2 separate regions of the Xenopus laevis genome follow, and region 1 is linked to region 2. A link is a contact called in public Hi-C data. All regions are on one chromosome and are shown on one strand. The core of a region is the stretch at or near the end of the contact, and the rest is flanking DNA. Distances in the headings are between cores, read along the strand shown. Region 1 holds the start of dlx2.S (distal-less homeobox 2 S homeolog). Region 2 overlaps dync1i2.S (dynein, cytoplasmic 1, intermediate chain 2 S homeolog).

Evidence for each region. A called contact is a pair of places that touch in the nucleus more often than the background predicts.
Region 1: a contact with region 2 is called in a Hi-C map of the XTC cell line, with 5 times the contacts expected there. The contact joins the promoter of dlx2.S here to the enhancer-like site in region 2. A contact is called at or near these places in 3 of 4 Hi-C or Micro-C datasets (the XL177 cell line, the XTC cell line and animal cap).

What each region holds. Positions count from the first base shown.
Region 1 is chr9_10S:66,785,906-66,791,049 of Xenopus_laevis_v10.1, reverse strand. It overlaps dlx2.S (distal-less homeobox 2 S homeolog), which reads left to right and starts at 1,301. Exons shown (of 3, transcript NM_001095731.1): 1 at 1,301-1,856; 2 at 2,374-2,558; 3 at 2,874-4,589. The coding sequence starts at 1,535. The coding sequence ends at 3,206.
Region 2 is chr9_10S:66,501,366-66,506,550 of Xenopus_laevis_v10.1, reverse strand. It overlaps dync1i2.S (dynein, cytoplasmic 1, intermediate chain 2 S homeolog), which reads right to left. Exons shown (of 18, transcript NM_001091343.1): 6 at 1,831-1,890; 7 at 1,363-1,478. Among protein-coding and RNA genes, the nearest start is that of dync1i2.S, 21 kb to the right of the region's middle. Within about 2 kb of position 2,985, at least 1 of the 7 cell types and tissues checked has an H3K27ac peak or open chromatin away from gene starts, as enhancers often do.

The DNA of each region.
Region 1 (5,144 bases), core at 52-2,551, 290 kb before region 2:
CATTACTAGTAGGATTGGGTGCCAGTAAGTAACCTGGCGCATTTCATACGCTAAATCTCTGTGCTGATGTTGCCCTTGCTGCATTCACTGCCTGGCCGAGATGCTTGATCGCTGAGGAAGCTGCTCTTTTACAGACAGGATTTGGGTTTTCTTTTACAGGATTTGGAGATTAAAAGGGATACAAAGAAACTCAATGGTAATGCATGTAATTTCTTCCCAGGTAGGAATGTCACTGGCAGCTCTCACCTGGGTGTGCAATATGAACTCACACACATAAACACTTATATCAACCACCTATACTGTAGCTACATCACCATTCAGAGGAGTGTGAATAAGTGCATGTTTTTATTAAATCGTACTGTTGTGTCTTTATCATTAGAAACACCGCAATGTGTGTATCCAGACTTACTTTTCCCTGTTTGACAAGACAGTTAGACACATACATATAGGAATATACACACAGTCATATACACACTGATCATGTGACACATACATATACAGACACACAGACACACACATAGATACACTCAGGGATACACACAGACACACACACACATAGATACACTCAGGGATACACACAGACACACACACATATAGATACACTCAGGGATACACACAGACACACACACATATAGATACACTCAGTGATACACACAGACACACACACATATAGATACACTCAGGGATACAGACAGACACACATAGATACACTCAGGTATACACACAGACACACACACATATAGATACACTCAGGGATACACATAGATAGATACACTCAGGGATACACACAGACACACACACATATAGATACACTCAGGGATACACACAGACACACACACATATAGATACACTCAGGTATACACACAGACACACACACATATAGATACACTCAGGGATACACACAGACACACATAGATAGATACACTCAGGTATACACACAGACACACACACATATAGATACACTCAGGGATACACACAGACAAACACAAATAGATACACTCAGGGATACACACAGACACAAATAGATACACTCAGGTATACACACAGACACACACACACACATAGATACGCTCAGGGATACACACAGACACACAGACAAACATATAGATACACTCAGGGAGGGATACACTCAGACACACGCAGGGGCAACACGTGGGCGGAGAAAGCAACAGTCCAGGGGTAGAGCGTAGACTTGAGGTTTTTCTCGGGATGTGATTGGTTGATGACGTCTGTGCGTGTCACGTGACGAGAGTTAAATGCCTGGCGCTGAAGCTGGGAACAGCAGACAATCTTCCGAATTCTCAGCGTGCGGTCGTGAGCGATTACTCCCCCCGAGCTTGTGTAGCGACCAAACCCACCAGCTGCGGAGAACATGCCTCCAGCGTCCTCCCACCGCCCGGCCTGTCGCTTCTGATCGCTGCTCCCTTGTCTCTTTGTTGTATTGAAACTGATTGCGTTATAGTTTTTTGGTGTCACCCCTGAGCCTGTTGCAGCCCCTTCAGTCTCAGCTGTGTCCCCCACAGCCCCTAACACTATGACCGGAGTGTTTGACAGCTTGGCAGCAGATATGCATTCCAACCACATGCCCTCCAGCAGTTACCACAGTCTGCATAAGTCGCAGGAATCCCCGACATTGCCGGTGTCGACTGCCACGGACAGCAGCTACTACACCAACCAACAGCAGCAGCATTGCGGGGCAGGCTCTCCTTATGGGCAGCTCGGATCCTATCAGTTCCCTGGTGCTACTATCAATGGGATTTCTTATTCGACCAAGTCGTACGATCTGTCATACAGTGGCTCTTACAGCTCCTATGGGCCCTATGGAACAAGTCCTTCCCCTCCACACAACGACCCGGGTGAGTACCTGCATCAGCGTATAACAGATCCGCAATTAGCCTTAGCTCACACTTTTCCTTCCTTTGTGCATTAGAGTTATAAGAGTGCAAGCTCTTGGGTACAAAAGGCTTCTAGCTGTCCAAACATGCGATTGTAAACTCTGTAGAAGACTAGGGGATTCTATTCAATTGCCATTCGATTGCAAGGTTTGCAAAGACTGCAAGATCTGGGGTGCAAGGGGATACTGGTACTGGTATTAGATTGCTAGCTCTGTGGGTGTAAGGAGGATCGATTGGCATTTTATAGCAAGCTCTGGGGAACAAGAAGGCCTTGTTTATTGGCATAAGATTGCAAGCTTTTCCTAAATACAAAAGATAAATTGTTTCTTTCTTGTGTGCCTCCTTTTTTGCCCATGTTATGCATTGTGGTCCATCACCCACTGCCAATTATTACTAACTGCCAGTGTGGTGCCCTGTGTGTCTCTGTCTGCCTATTGCTGGGCAACGCTCCAAATATTAACCTTCATTGTTTTTGCAGAGAAGGAAGAATGCGAGCCTGAGGTCAGGATGGTCAATGGGAAGCCAAAGAAAGTGCGCAAACCCCGGACCATCTATTCCAGTTTCCAGATGGCGGCCCTCCAGCGGCGATTCCAGAAAACCCAATACCTGGCACTACCAGAGAGAGCGGAACTGGCAGCCTCGCTAGGCCTGACCCAAACACAGGTGGGCACAACATGAACCCTATTGGCAGTTTCAATCAGGCAAATGGGGGTGGGGGGGGGGGAATTATGTAGTTCTTCGAGGTTTAGTACATGGTAAATATGTACATAGTAAATGGCGAGCAAGGAAGTCTAGTTTACTAACAGATCGAGGGTTTATATCGTGTACTTATATGTTTATTTAGAATCTGTACGACGTTTTGGCCTCATCACAGGATTTGGCAAATTGCTAATGGTTATCGATCCTATGTACTGGCTGCGCTACCAATGCTATTAGATGTTCCAATAGATTCACCTTCTGCTGATATTCCATTGGCAGGTAAAGATCTGGTTCCAGAACCGTCGCTCTAAATTCAAGAAGATGTGGAAGAACGGGGAGATGCCATCGGATCAGCTGCCTGTAGGGAGCGAATCTTCCCCCTGTAGCTCCCCTCCTGCCTCAACTGCCACCTGGGACTTCGGGCAGCACCAGCGGTTGCAGGGAGCAGCTTCTGGGTCTGTCCTTCAGAACTCCATTTCTGCCTCCAGCCCTTTTCTGGGCAACTATTCCTGGTATCAAACTTCCAATCCTGCCCCCCACCTCCAGTCCAACTCGTTACTGCAACAGCACCAGCTCCACCATCATCCAGTCTCTGCAGGGACTATCTACTAGAATTAATCTGCTCCCACCAACAGAAACTGCTACATTGGAAAAATTACCCCCAAAATTAGGACTGGTGGTCTTTCCGTGGCGTTGGGGAAACCTTCGTATCAGGAATCCCACTGGTGATCTGATGAATCCTTTGATCGAGCGAAACCCATGATCCATATGGAAGAATTTACTCCAATACTTTCTGGCAGAAAATTAAGGACGTTTTTCGTTTGAGATCTATTTATTTGGGAAGTAATGCGATAGGTCAGCGCTGGATATTTAATCACTGATATTAAATAATGATGTTTTACGGCAAGATTGCAAACAAAACAAAAAAACTATTTACATTTTTGGTGAAATTTAATGTTTTGGTGAAATGGAAATGTAATATTGCATACAGTCCTTAAAATATAATACACAGAAACAGTCTTATAGAAATTGGGCAAATAAGGGAAATTAATTATATCGCTGAAATAACACAACGAGAAATAACTTATACGAATTCTACAATAAATCGGGCGACGGAATTGCATGGAGGTGATCACAGAGAAATCCAGCATCAATGGAATCTACAGTTCAGTAAAGAACTAAATTCAATTTTAGTGAACAAGCCAATCACTAGGCAGTTGATAGAATGATAGAAGTATACGGATACTCGGATAGTAGTGGAAAACTGGAGAGAATTTTGGCTAAAAATTACACCCACATCTAATTATAACAAAATTCTAAACCACTGCAGAAAATCTGTATTTGTTTTACTCTAAGCAAAGCGACCGTTTCAACGGTTAGAATCCGTTTGAGGGGAGGAAATAATGTGCTGTGATTCCAAATAAAATCATTGGATTTGACCGGTTTCACAGATCCAGTAAATAATATATTTGTTTACCTTAGGAATCCTCAAATCGCCAGTGCAGTTTCATTTTTGTTGCTGTTTTCAAGGAATCGGTGCCTTTTCGAATGACCTCATTTTCGATGTTGACAAAAGATTTTTATATGTAGATATAAGAAAACACGTGTTTAAATTATCTTTTTTAATAAAAAAATAAATAATGCAGAATCCGTTCTGTCTGTTTGTAAATTATGTCGTTTATGTACAGTTTTGGGTCTGTTTGTATTGCTGAAAAAAACGATGACATTTAAAAAAAAAAATTGGACATTTTTTCCAATATTCTGTGAAAATTCCATATCTGAATTCTTTAGTTTTACATAAAATTACTGTACCAACCGCTTTTTGTGATTTTTTTTTCCAGGAATCAATTTCTTTTCATGCACGAATGCTGTTTGATTATTTATTTAGGATCTATGCCCCCATTTTGATGTCATAGTTGTTTCTTTTGGATATTTTTTTTTTTGTACATTTTTGTTCTAAAAAAAATAAATAAAAAAAAGTCTATTTATAATAAAATATTGTTCCAGATGCAAGCCTTCCTTCTGTTTATATTCTGTACGAAATTGTTTGTGATGAGAAATTCCCCAGAAAACTAAATGCAGGGCAGGATTTGGTAATTCTAATCGTTCAGACAATTTGAGAGAAACTGATTTGCGATCAGTAACGGCTGGCGCTGCTGCAGAAACTCTTGCAGTCAAAAAACATGAAACCCATGATGCAGAGTGGCAGAAAATGTGCAGCTGTATGGGGCTCTAGGGCACAAATGTATTTTTCTGATGATAGTCTTACGTCTATAACACATAATGCACCTGTGTGTTAAATGGGTTATGTAGAGTGTGATATTGTGAGACAATTTGCAATTGGTTTACACTTTATTTATTATGTGTGGTTTTTGAGATATTTAGCTTTTTATTTTGCAGTCTGCCAGTTCAGCAATCTGGTTGCATTGATTTGGATAAGAGATTGGAATATGAGCAGGAGAGGGCCTGAATAGAAAGAGGATTCATAAAAAGTAGCAATACAGCGCATTTGTTTTTAGATGAGGGTCAGCGACCCCCATTTGAAAGCTG
Region 2 (5,185 bases), core at 1,736-4,235:
GGTCAAGAACTATGGAGAGAAGTCCTCAACAGATATACAGTAATTCCAATCCAGGGTGGTAACTAGGAATGCACCGAATCCAGGATTCAGTTTGGTATTCGGCCTTCTTCAGCAGGATTCAGCCGAATCCTTCTGCCCAGCCGAACCGAATCCTAATTTGCATATGCAAATTAGGGGTGGGGAGGAAAATCATGTGACTTTTTGTCACAAAACAAGGAAGTACAAAATATTTCCCCTTCCCACCACTAATTTGCATATGGAAATTAGGATTCGGATCGGTATGCGGGTGAATCTTTCACAAAGGATTCGGCCGAATCCAAAACAGTGGATTTGGTGCATCCCTAGTGGTAAACCTACTAAAGTATATCTGAAAATCATATGTAATTGATATCTATGTATACATTATTACCACAAAGGTGGACATTATCTGACCAATTGGCCAATCAGTGACCCTACACAGTATAGCCAGCTTTCTATTGCAAACTGTGTTAGAATACTGTTGTCTAAGGGGCACTAAAAGTTGAGTTTAAGGTGAACTACCCCTGTAAGTTTCCTGCTAGAAAGTAAACAAAACAAAAGCACAAGGCCTTTGTGTTGTGGAGCTGCAATAACCATCACTTCATAAGAAATCCGTGAGACATAGAATATAAACAGATGAATGTCCCATAATAAACACACATTGGTATCCCCTCATTCTCTATCCATCTGTAACAGACTGGGTACGGTGGGCAGAAATATTTTAATACCCAGCAACAAGACCCATTCACAATCATCAAATCAAGCAAGCAACCCATCCTGAATGTCATCAGCGAATGCTAAAGGAATTTGCTGTATTTCAAATTTCTGTTCATAATGAACTCAATTTTAATCAAGAGCTCTTGATATATATATATATATAGATGAGCTAGAGCTGGGTGGGGAAGCACCTGATGGAATCAGTCTTACTATGGAAGGTGATTAGGATATACATACACATCTATCTGCCAAGAGCACTAAAGTGATCTTGCAATTTGTGTTATTAAAATGAGGAATAATATACTAATCTTATATATATATATTTATATATATACACACACACACTAAACAACAGGCCTGTTTATAGCTTTATTGTGCTTTAGGTACTACAGGAAAAGGTTATAAACTAGCCCCCAAAAAATACCAATACAAGCTTGTGGATATACAATCCCATTTTTGAAACAAGATTGTTTTCAAGTCACTACAGAGACAAAGCAAGTAAAGATATGTTTGATGTTTGATAGATGATACAAATGGAACTGGGGCTTCTTGGATATGCTCTGCAAAAGTTAATGAATTGTGTGGGGTACAAAAGGAAGTTAGACAAATTTATACAGAGTCACTTACCCTCATTATCCTTGGTTAGGAATGGGGTCTGAGTTTCCTTCGTATAGCTGACAGTTTCTCTGGGAGGGAAATCCACTTGAGAGACCTTGGACATGGCAAGTTTCATGGGACCTCGTCTGTTTGGGAAAAAGGGTATCATTAAAGTGCTAGCAGTATGCACAAAATGCAGAGGATAATGTAATAAATGGTATTTTCTAGTAACCCACAGCAACCAATCATTTATTGGGCAGATGCTTGAAAATAAACACAGTGGTTGCTTTCGATGACTAAATATTGACAAACCAAAGACTTTCTGTTACATTACCCCATCAAGCTGTACTGTGGCTCCATATGGAGAATGTATTTTGTTGTTTAGCATCATTTGGGTAAAATCTTTATTTTACTTTACGCAACATATGTTCTCGTAAGGCAGCAACAGATGCAGCATATATTATACACAGAGAATAAAGTAATAAACAGTTGAAATACCCCATATCGGAATCAGAGTGAAGCTGTAGAACAGACGGATCAGTATCCCAGTGCAGAGTCCTGATTGGTTGCCAGAGAACCATGTAGCATTAGCAGAAAAGGTCATATTGTTAGTTAAGCAAATACTCTCTAAATCATTAATCTATCCTGCAGACACAAAAGTTATATTGCTTTCAAATCACAATTAAAGGGTATCTGGTTAATTCACATTCATGCAATTAGTAAGCCATTTTAGAAAAATCACATATTTAACTAGAGAATGAATTTGATTTAGACATGCTTAGATTCTGCATTTTCTAAAATTAAACATTTCTCACAAGTTATACCACCAACAGAATTATCTTCAGATTTCTGGGCCACCACCCAAACCTAAACACCAGAAGTAATTGAAAAGAAGAAAGTGGTTCCAGTAGATTGGTTTAAGCCACAGGCTATAGTACGGTTATCTCCCATATGTTGCAGGAACTCTCCTCTTCTGTATTTAGGGGCAGATTTATTAAGGTTCGAATGGTAAATTCTAATTCTTGAATTTTTTTTTGATCAAAACTCAAAATTTCAAATTTTAAACCACCAACTCGAATTTGAATTCGATTGTGAGATTTATCACACCTAGACCATGGAAACAGTTCTAATTCAATACTTTGCCACATAAAGTGGCAGAGAATCTAATTTGCTTACTTTATGCCTAATTTAGATAAAATTAAAAAGAAGAAAGTGTTTCCAGTAGATTGGTTTATGCCACAGACTATAGTACAGTTATTTCCCATATGTTGCAGGAACTCGTTCCTATTCGATTGAAAGTTAGACATTCAAGTTTTTTTTTCATAAATAACATCCCATTCAAGTTGTGAGTACATTCAAATTTATTATAGTTAAAAAAAAATTCACATAACTTCAAAATTCGACGTTTGATAAATAATCCCCTTATTGACTACAATACAAGTGCACATTTCTGGGGTCTGCACTTTGAGAAATGTTGCTGTTTAGTGGTTTATTTGATCAGATCCCACTGTTGCAACTAAATACCTTAAGCAGATACATTTCCTTTGACTGGAATGTCATTGCTAACATTAACTTTTCAAAGGTTTGAAGCAAGTTCATTTTATAATTGTCTACAGATGCTCAACTGACAACAGCAGCCAAATGTCCTCACGCATGCATGAGTGCAGGGAAACGTGACATAAGGGCTAATGTGTTCTTTTCAGCTGTATTTACTGCATGCCAGTACTGGGAAGCAGTGAACTGTAACAAGGAGTGTGAAAACTACAAGTGTCAGCACTTTTGCATAATCATGGCCTTATTTTGAGATATCAATAATTTACCAGAGCAAAGGCCTTTCCCACTCAACAGCATATGGAGTATTCCCGGGAATGAACACTTTAGGAATCTTACAAAATACCTTAACATACAGAAGGAGAAATGAGCACTGCTTTCAGTTGGAACATGACAACAAGCCTAATATCCAGTTATGGCTGTTGGAAACCTGGTCACAAAAATTTACTCATGACATGTTTATAAAAGATATAAAACTAAAACTAGAAAATGTAGTTCTTGGCACCGTGAAGGACAAGATAATTGTACTGAAAGGTCTTTATTGGGTACAGAACTATGTTTCAGTGGCAAAGGGCTCATGCATCAGAGGTGAAGGAATTCTATGTCTAGGAAAGATGAATTTGGGACAGGGATAAACATTAGTCCACGTGCGATTTCCCTGGGGATAAGGTGATACAGAGGCCACACAGAATATTATAAGGATCACAGAGAATATTTACAGAAGCATAAGGGCTTTATGTTGTATATGTTGCAGGTATTTTTGCAGGCAAAGTTAGCTTGCCAGCAATACAGTTATTTCAGCAGGGAAAGCTGAATTACCAGATCATACATATAAAAAGAGCTTTTTTCAAGAAGTAGCTCATATATCAATAATGATATTCTCAGCTTTGGAGAAATTCCAATGCAAAGAAATGCTTTTAAATTCACTTTGAACCCTGTTACAGCTTTGATAGCAGCCAATATATTTGCACTTCCAGGAAATGACTGCCAGGTAAAAGGCAAAATCATTCAGAGAGCTCTAAACTATTTTATGACATTTTTGCATTTTAATGATTTTTGGTTGTGAAAGTCAGAAGTGTCTCATTCCAGGCAAATATTCAGCAGTATACCAAAGAATTAAGGTGCTACGGGAATGTATTTGCCTGTTTCCGATGCAATCCCGAGCCCTCTACAACATGAGACCTTAAGCAGGGCTTGTATGTGTTTGTGTGAGTGATCAGTATCTTGTAACATTGCCCACAGCAGAAAACATGTGCAGGAAATGGTGATATTGGTACAGGAAAAGGGAGAACACATCAGCTCCTTGCCAAGGAAGTAATCTGCATTTCCACTGGGATGTGGAACTGATAGGGTCTCCAAGATGTGACATTGTTGTAATTATAGGTTAAGCACAGCCTTAGGCATTCTGAGACCTACCATACGTCTATTACAGAATTGAACAGAAAAAACTAAACCCAGATGCTCAAAATGTATGGTGGTGATAGTTTCTCAGTAAAAGTTGAGCCCTCTGCCTGGAACACCTATACATTCATAGATTCCTGTATACAGTCATTAATGGTGGCCATACACAGGGATCTCTCCCTGATATGCCCACAGTGAAGTGGGCGATATCGGGCTGATCTGATTGTAGGCCCCAGGGCTCATCGATCATTAGAATGGAGTCCAAACGAGCGGTCGGATCCTAGGACTGCATCGACGAAAAGATGCAGCGGATTTTTTTACTCTGCCTGATCGACATCTGGCCAACTTTCAGCCAGATATCGATCGGGAGAGCCGGTCGGAGGGCTCTACACACATGCCAATAAGCTGTCGACTTGGTCTGTAGCCAGCTTTTATCGGCCTGTGTATGGGGGCCTTTAGAATATAATTGAATGTTGCATTGTCCAACATGATGTGCTGTAGTTGGGCAGCATAGACTAATGTTACCAGAATAGGAAAAAAAAAAAAAAAAAAAGGATTTGCATGTCTTCGCCCATAATGCCTTATGTGAGAGATAAACTCTCATTTTTGGTATAAAGGCAGTACTATGTGTGTAGCATGAGGCATGTTAATACCTTCTCACCCGAACCAGGCTGGTTTTTCTGCTTTGATACTATAAGTGTTTAACACTTGCTGTATGTGATAGGTTCACCAATAAAATATTTTAACTGCTCCTGACTGGCACTAAGCAACCACACTAGCTTGATGCTGGACTATATACAGAGTCATAGACTGATCACAACCTGCAAATCAGTCTGCATAGTCTGGCCATTCAGTAAATTATGCACCAAGCAGTGATACAGCAAATAAATGCAATTCTACA